2 separate regions of the Hordeum vulgare genome follow, and region 2 is linked to region 1. The links are chromatin contacts, called in public Hi-C maps. All regions are on one chromosome and are shown on one strand. Each heading gives the region's core, a stretch centred on a gene start, on an enhancer-like site or on the middle of the called end of the contact. The rest is flanking DNA. Distances are from core to core; before and after follow the strand shown. Region 1 holds the start of LOC123452574 (ras-related protein RGP1). Region 2 holds the start of LOC123397171 (dirigent protein 2-like).

What was found. Hi-C and Micro-C count contacts between places; a contact is called where the count stands out from the background.
Region 2: a Hi-C map of seedling shows a contact between it and region 1, with 4 times the contacts expected there. The contact joins the promoter of LOC123397171 here to the promoter of LOC123452574 in region 1. A contact is called at or near these places in 2 of 6 Hi-C or Micro-C datasets (leaf and seedling) and 1 of 1 datasets of contacts at active chromatin or transcription factors (embryo).

The regions. Positions count from the first base shown.
Region 1 is chr5H:374,083,665-374,088,032 of MorexV3_pseudomolecules_assembly, forward strand. It overlaps LOC123452574 (ras-related protein RGP1), which reads left to right and starts at 1,303. Exons shown (of 2, transcript XM_045129251.1): 1 at 1,303-1,946; 2 at 2,891-3,566. The coding sequence starts at 1,714. The coding sequence ends at 3,338.
Region 2 is chr5H:374,227,332-374,231,346 of MorexV3_pseudomolecules_assembly, forward strand. It overlaps LOC123397171 (dirigent protein 2-like), which reads left to right and starts at 1,426. Exons shown (of 1, transcript XM_045091822.1): 1 at 1,426-2,283. The coding sequence starts at 1,534. The coding sequence ends at 2,031.

The DNA.
Region 1 (4,368 bases), core at 53-2,552:
TCAGCACTGAAAAAATTGAGGACAACTACAAAACTATGTTTTCTACTGATGTGAATGAAACAATATGTATCTTCATTTCCTCATGCTGATCAATGTCCTGATTCTCTAATTTTACCGAGACCCGTGTGGAAATAATAGATCCGAAAGAAAATAGAAGGAAACATACCTTGGTGTTGCTTTCACCATATAGTTCTTAGCTTGCTGCCATCGGCTTACAGCTGTTTATTGCGGCTTGCTGGGTGTCAGGAAAGGAGCAGGCGAGGTGGACGACAGCGGTAGCATCAGCTATCCTCCTCGCACAGGCGCGTACACCAAGTAGGAGGAGCGCGGGGATGGAGTGGTTGTGGATGGAGGTACCTGAATCTCTGAATCGAAGAACTGAAATAAGGTTCAGTTAGTACATTTGGCTAACAGTAAGGGCCTTAGCTCTATAGTGAAGTGAACAACGTTAGCAGCATGATAGCAATTTTTCATACCTTTGCTTACTTATTTGGGACTTGCGCTATCATGATCAGGTTAACAAAACTTTTGCCACTCCTGCCTCCTCCTCCTCTTTCGAGATAAGTGGCCAGCAGTGCAGGCCTCACAGGACCACCAAGAGTGTCGAGTTGCTCGTGGCCGGATGTGGTAAGACGGCGCGGCTGACCTGACTGGGAGGTGAGAAGCGAGGCAAAGCGGGGCGGTGGTGACACCAGAGGAACGACACGGGGTAGTGAAGGGGTGGGCGGTGCCGACCATGACGTCTCGGGAAATAGGTAAATCAAATCCGAGGGATCCGAACACGCTGGCGCAGGGGTAGTCAGTGTAGGGGCTGACGGCGAGGTGCGGTGGCGGCGGCAACTTGTGCATGGTGTTGTGTAGGGAAGAGGGTTGTGAGGGTGTTTTTTAGATGAAGAGGGTTGTGCGGTGTCAGCAACACCTAGAAACATCCTAGACGGTGGTGTGATAGAGAACTATGACATGTAGACACCAAAAGATCACTATGCCCCTCATCGTCAAATCCCCATAGGAGACAGTAAAAAAAATCAAAAAAAGAAGAAAATGCAAACGCTTGTCGGTTTAGTATTGTTACTAATTACGTTAGCTGAGGATGATAAGTTTGATTGATGAGCATGATGTGTCCGTCGCAGTTTATCCTTTTGCCCGAAATATAAAGTACCATGAAAGGCATTCGATTTGAGATGAGCCTTGCAGTTCATTTATTTTATTATTTTCCACTAAAAGAACAAGAGAAAGGCAACAACAACGCCGGTACATTTTGGTACATGTGGTGTTGGTGGCGGGGCCGTTGACGGTTGAGCACGTCTTGGCAGCTGATTTTCCACTTCATGTGCTTTCCTGTTGATCGCTTCAACACAACACTGCTGCTCCTCCATAATTTAACACTAAACAAACCAAACCAAACCAATTTCATCATCATCGCCGCCGCCACCACCACCATCATCATCGCCATCATCTTCTTCTTCTCCAAACAACAAATCAGCGCTTCGCCAATCCCACCCCACCCACCGCCCGCCTGCTCCTCTCCCTCCCTCCCTCCGCTTTCCGCCTTCTTGATGCAACAGCCAGTCCTGCGATTTCAGTAGCCAGGAGGAAGGAGAAAGGGGACAGGCGCCGGGATCCCGACAGGAGATCCTGCTCGCCTAGCCTTTGCTGTTTGAGGCGGAGAGATTGTAAGGGCCGAGAGAGAGAGAGAGAGAGGGAGGGAGGGAGATGTCTCGTGGCGGCGGCTACGGGGAGATGGGGCAGAAGATCGACTACGTGTTCAAGGTGGTGCTCATCGGCGACTCCGCCGTCGGCAAGTCGCAGCTGCTGGCGCGGTTCGCGCGCAACGAGTTCAGCCTCGACTCCAAGGCCACCATCGGCGTCGAGTTCCAGACCAAGACCCTCCAGATCGACAACCGCACCGTCAAGGCCCAGATCTGGGACACCGCGGGACAAGAGAGGTACTACTCTACTTAAATCACTAATCACTAATCAAACCCACCATCAATTTACTCTTATCTTCTTGTCTGGTTCTCTAGTTATGGTTATGAATGAACTAGGATTGCTGAGTGGGAAAGTGATGGATTTGTCATTGTACTGTCTCTGGGGAAACGACGGCCTTGTTGGTTGCTCTGTGTGCGCAAGCGCAATTATGATGGAATTGATCCACTGTCTGCTGCTTTAAAAGGAAATTATTGTTTGCTCTCATGACCTGTCCTCAGCTGAAAATTATGTTTAGAATTGGCATACGGAGTACTACTACAGATGTTACGCACTGTCTGTTCATTTACAACAACACAAATGTCTCCATGGTAACAAATTTGATGTTTGTGCGGTCCAAATGTGGATCAGGCAGTTGCATCAGAATATCTTGCCTTACATTTTGACACCTATCAGAACTTACAGTTACCTAGTTTTATCATATACTCCTTACGTACCTAAATATAAGACCTTTTAGAGATTTTACTACTTTAGAGCGTAGGTTCACTTATTTTACTTCGTATGTAGTCCATAATGCAATCTCTAAAAAGGTCTTATATTTTGGAACGGAGGGAGTAGAATTATGTTTTTTCAGTTAGGGGTAAGATTATAATCTGCCGAAAATCTTGAACCAATCTCTCAGGAATACAACACAGAAGAAGTAGATTGCACATTCAGCAGGTCAGATGATAAGTCTCGGCATCAGCTTATGGCACCTATAGTAAAATTTCTTTTGGCACCTACTATAACAGTAATTGGTCTGGCAGTTTAGTCAGTCATGAATATCTTGTTAATTTTGCAACTGAAAGATGCTGTTTGTTGTTGCAAATGCGTCGTAACAGTAACAATAGCCCACCCCAGCTCGCTTGCTTATTTGAATGTTCACTTTCAGCATCTAAACCAGCTGCACCGAATGTGGTAACAGGTACCGAGCAGTAACAAGTGCCTACTACAGAGGCGCAGTAGGAGCTATGCTAGTGTATGACATGACCAAGCGTCAGTCCTTCGATCATATGGCGCGGTGGCTCGAGGAATTGCGAAGCCATGCCGACAAGAACATCGTCATCATGCTCATTGGGAACAAGTCGGACCTGGGCTCCCTCCGGGCTGTCCCGACAGAGGATGCCAAGGAGTTCGCCGAGCGCGAGAGCCTCTTTTTCATGGAGACGTCCGCTCTTGAGGCTACCAATGTGGAGAAGGCCTTCATGACCGGCCTCGAGGAGATATACCGCACTGTCAGCAAGAAAAACCTTGTGGCCAACGATGAGGCTAACTCCGGCGGGAACTCGAGCTTGCTGAAAGGAACGAAAGTTATCATCCCAGGCCAGGAGCCGGCCCCTACGGCCAAGGCAGCATGTTGTATGTCCTCCTAGACACCATCTTGTTTCTGGCAGGTAAAGTTTCTAAGTTGATCCCGGGGTATCGGCACGCTGAATGGGTGGGATTCTTGGGAAGAGGGATGTAATTACATGAATAGGTGACTCACATAAATTGTAATTTTGTTGATGATTAGATTTTGTATCTGGTTACGGTGGCGTATATACTAGTTATCATGAATCCTTTTATTCGGGATGTAATTAGCCCAACCTTTCATGCTGGTAGTGTTGTTCTTTCCCCTTTGCACAAACATACTGGACCGAAAGCGTGTGCTGCCGCGTATATCTGTCAAAGAACTACAGAACGACATGAGAAAACGCAAGGGCCGTCCGATACAATTATCTGAATACTTTGGTGCATGCTTCCTGCACCCTCCGTTCCTAAATATAAGTCTTTTAAGAGATTTGACTAGTGGTCTACATACGGAGCAAAATGAATGAATCTATATTATAAAGTATGTCTATATACATCCGTATGTAGTCCACTAGTGCAATCTCTAAAAAGACTTATATTTAGGAACGGAGGGAGTAGTTGTATAGAGGCTGGGTGTGAGCTCGTTTTGTTTATATGCGCTTGATATGACATTATGAGTTGATAAAGTACCCTTTGTTGAGAAATAATGTCTGAATACTAATGCAAGAGCACTGTCAATGTTGGTGCCCCGTTCATTTCTGACTTATCGTTCGTCAGGAGTACTGCACGGTAAGCACAGGTGGCATGAACCATATCATGCATTGTTTGAATTGTAGTACATACAAAAAACAATAAGGTATGGGCAACCACTTAGGTATTGCTATGATGATTTATTAAATATGCTTAAGTACACTATAATGAGGATCCTTCGGTTGAGATATAAAAAAGAGATATACTCCCTCCGTTCTTAAATGGGTTATTTACTTCTGTGCCCCGCTTCGCTTCTCTTTGCTTGTTTTTGCCCTACTTCGCTCTATCCCACTCTCGCATACGGCCAAGCGACCGTTTTCGTCGGATCAACCTCCTTTGACCGTTACTTGGCCTGACTAGTGG
Region 2 (4,015 bases), core at 176-2,675, 140 kb after region 1:
GATCCGTGTCATGCTTGTGTTGTAAATACTCCACGATTGTGCAAGCGTTTTCACCATTTGCATCATAGCCCATGTTGCACTCGAGGGTTTGCAACATGACCCAAGGTTGCAAACACTACTTGGCCGTCTAAGCGTTTCCTAACCGTCCGCAACATGCCCCATGTTGCACTTGTGTTGCAAATACTCCATCGATTCCCAAGATTTTTTTGACCATTTGCAAGATGACTCAAGTTGCACTCTGGGGTTTGCAACATTGACCCAAGTTGCGCTCGCATTGCAAACACCCTTTTGACCTAGTCTTTGCAGTGTTACGCGTACGGGTTGCAATGACGTGTGTTCGGCTTTAAGTGTCGTCGGTCGGCTTGCAACATCATAACTTCGACTTGCAGGAGCACCACAACATCGCCGTTCAACTTTGCAAGGAGGAAAAATATGACGGTGAACCGTTGCAACATTCGAATGTTTTTGGCTTTGCACCCGTGGGGTTGGCCTTGCAGCATCACATGTCATGCGTGCAGCAGCGGATCAACTTGGCGTTCTTTATCCTTTTTAAATAAAAATATTGTGTTCTATATTCCCACTTTTTGTTTCATTGCTTCTATATTTCTATTAAACAAGTTTAAAAATTATTTATTAAATTATAATTAGAAGAGAGACATGGCATTAGACAAATGGTGATGGCGTGCAAGCGATGTGGTGATGGGTGGCAATGCAACGATTGCATGCAAAGACCGGCAGCAGAAAAGCAGCATCATCCGAACGAATTGTTTTTTAACTTATTAATACTCAACAAGAGAGAACGCCCTAAAGGGACCCACGTGGTTGGGAGCAGAGCGTGACAGCTCAATCCAGTCGTTGGTTTGTTTTGCGACTGGACGGCCCGATACGTGGTTGATTTTCGGAAGAAATCAGCCAGCTAATTTTAAGCGTTTTTCTATTTTTTTTAAGGCCTCCCAATTAATGAAGGTATTTAAGTTATAACTGAACCATTCGATTTTGACCAGTCAACAACTTTTCAAGCTTTTCCATTCAATTCTTTTAATTCGCTATGTTTTTTAGTTCTTCCAAATTCTAAGCAAAAATATCGACATCCAATATTAAACAAAAATGTATGAAAATTCATTTCAAGGTTAGTCTAAAAATACCAATTTGATATTATAAATTTCGATATATTTCTTTATGCAAATTTAGTCAAACTTAAAAGGTTCAACTTTCAGAAAATAATTCTCTTACATTATAAAACAAAATGACTAATTTTTTTTAAGAAACTCAGCAACACCAGTGACACCGCAAAGCTTGCCAAACCTTTCTAGTGTAACCTAACGTGCACAGCGCAATTGGATCGATCAATAATACACCTCATGTCCATTATCAAGGGCCGACCAAGGGACCATGGCCCCCCAAATCCCCCGTACTACAAATGCAACCATACCACAGTGTTTTTAATTATAAACAAACCAACAAACCCAAACGTGCTGCATCAACAGTGAGATACGTAGTAGCAAGCACTGTTGTCTTCCACTCATCCCGGCCATGGTTTGCTTCAAGCTCAACCCCACGTCCTTTGCGCTCGCCGCAGCCGTGGTCGTCATCCTGGCGGTGGCGGCGCCGCGGCCAGCGGCCGGGGCGTCGGCGCACCTGCACGTGTACATGCACGACGTGCTGGGCGACAGCGCGATGATGGTGGTGCGCGGCCCGCGGGGCAACTTCGGCAACACGGTGGTGATGGACGACGTGCTGACGGAGGGCACGTCGGCGTCGTCGGCGGCCGTGGGGCGCGCGCAGGGGCAGTACATCGTCGCCTCCTCCAAGGGAGGGTTCGAGCTGATGGTGACGATGAACGTGGTGCTCACGTCGGGGACCTACGCGGGGAGCTCGGTGACCGTGATGGGGCGCGACGACACCGGCGTGGCGGTGCGTGAGCTGCCGGTGGTCGGCGGCACGGGGCAGTTCCGTATGGCGAAAGGCTACGTGCTGTGGAAGACCGTCCGCCCCGACCTGCTGGAGCTCGACATCTACGTCAACCCGTGAGCCACTGCCTGCCCACTCGGGCGATTCAGCGTGCATGCGTCGTCAGCGACCTGTGGCAACAGTACATAAGTGTTGCACGTGGTCGTTCGGAATAAAATGAGTGTTGCACCTTGTGTTACAAAGCGCTATGTGGATGTTTGTGGTATTTGTGTGTGTCTGTGTGTGTGTTTCTTGGATCTTGTCATTCTTTTGTTGGTCTATAAGTGCAACGGATTGTGAGCACCTGTCATATGTGCCTGCTGCTTGTTTCAATCGCCGCCCACCTCCGATATATTCCATTTTGTGTACAAATATTGACTTTCTTTTTTCTTTTTTTGACATGCAGCCCACTAAGCATGCAACATGCACCGAAAAAGGTACACCACAACATGCAACCATGCATAAAAAACCTCATCTCAACTTACATGCATGGAAATTTCCATTCTACTCCCTTCGTTTCGAAATTTAAATATTTTTAGATATTTTAATATAAACCACGTACAAAGCAAAATAAATGAATCTACACTTCAAAATACGTTCATATACATCTATATGTAGTTCGTATTAAAATATCTAAAAAGACTTAAATTTAGAAACACATGGGAGTATTATGCTATTTATACTTAATAAATATTTTGCAACTATATAATAATCAAACAAATAAATCATATATATTTTGAGTTTTAGTTCGCATATTATAGATCTAGTTCATGTTTCGTAAAATTAAATCTCATTACCCAAGGATTGTGAGTACTCGCCTCCTTGGGGGCTTCGCCGCTTGAGAGAGGCATCCACGTTTTCTGTTTCGGGCGCGCCTCTCGGCGATGCCTCCCTCGCACGCTTCGCGCCATCCAATATCTATGGCTGCCCTCCACCCTGCAGATTTTCCTCGGGGATCCACAACAGGTGTGATGTGATTGCGGATCTACCAGCAAGTACGGTCGTCCTATTTCTATTACTTCGGATGGGTTGTGGGCGCACCGGGGCCACTTTCCTGTAGGGTTATCATCGCACCCATGGGCACCATATTGTATGACAGGTGGGTGTGGGCCTGGTTGTCAGCGACATTCGCACATATAGGTTGCGTCCCTCGCATGAGCCGAGCATACGCATGTGCGAGGCTCGGGGTGAGCGTTGTCTGTGTTAGAATAGTAAGAGAGGCAATCGAGAGAGATGTAAAGTGAACCATTGTCTTTATTGATGATTGAGTACAAGTATTTATAGTCCCGAGAGGATGCATCCAACAGACGCGATGGTCCGGAGAGACACGAGCGAAGAGTCGCCTCCCTCGTGCATGGCGGTTAGGGGATAGTGGAGATTCTCCTTAATACATGTGTTAATTAGATCTCAACACTCCCCCTAATTCATGCTATCCTTGTACACATTATAATCTTAAAAGCTCCTCCAAAACACTGTGAGAAAATGTGAGGAGTATAATATTTGATCTGTTGCCAAAACTCTTCAAACCCAGTGGGGAATTAAGGAGAAAATGTTGCAACATATAATAATTATTGTCTTCCTTAACTCAATATGTGAGAACCACAAAGTTTAGAGGACAATAAATATGTCATATATACTTTCCTATAAGAAAGTAGGACATATGATCTTGTATTGATATTACCTCATTAAAAAAACCTTTATGAGAACCTATATAGTGAACTCATGAAGGGTAAAAGAGTATAATATGATGCATTGAACATGAATAATTTAGGAAGATACTCCCCCTGATTCTTGCAAATTTCGAAGCCGTCACATACCAATTGCATGAACATATTTCTGGAATGTAAAAGTTGGTAGAGTCTTCATAAGAAAATCAATCACATGATTTGATTTGCAAGATATGCATATAGCGATGTTGCTTATTGCATAACCTGTTTGTATCCGGGCAACACACGAAACATTATCGTTGAGATAATGGTTGGTGGATGTAGCCATGAGGTATCTTTCGAAGACTCTTCATGAGAGGGCTACCACACCTAGTAGGAACACTAAGCTTGTCTATGAT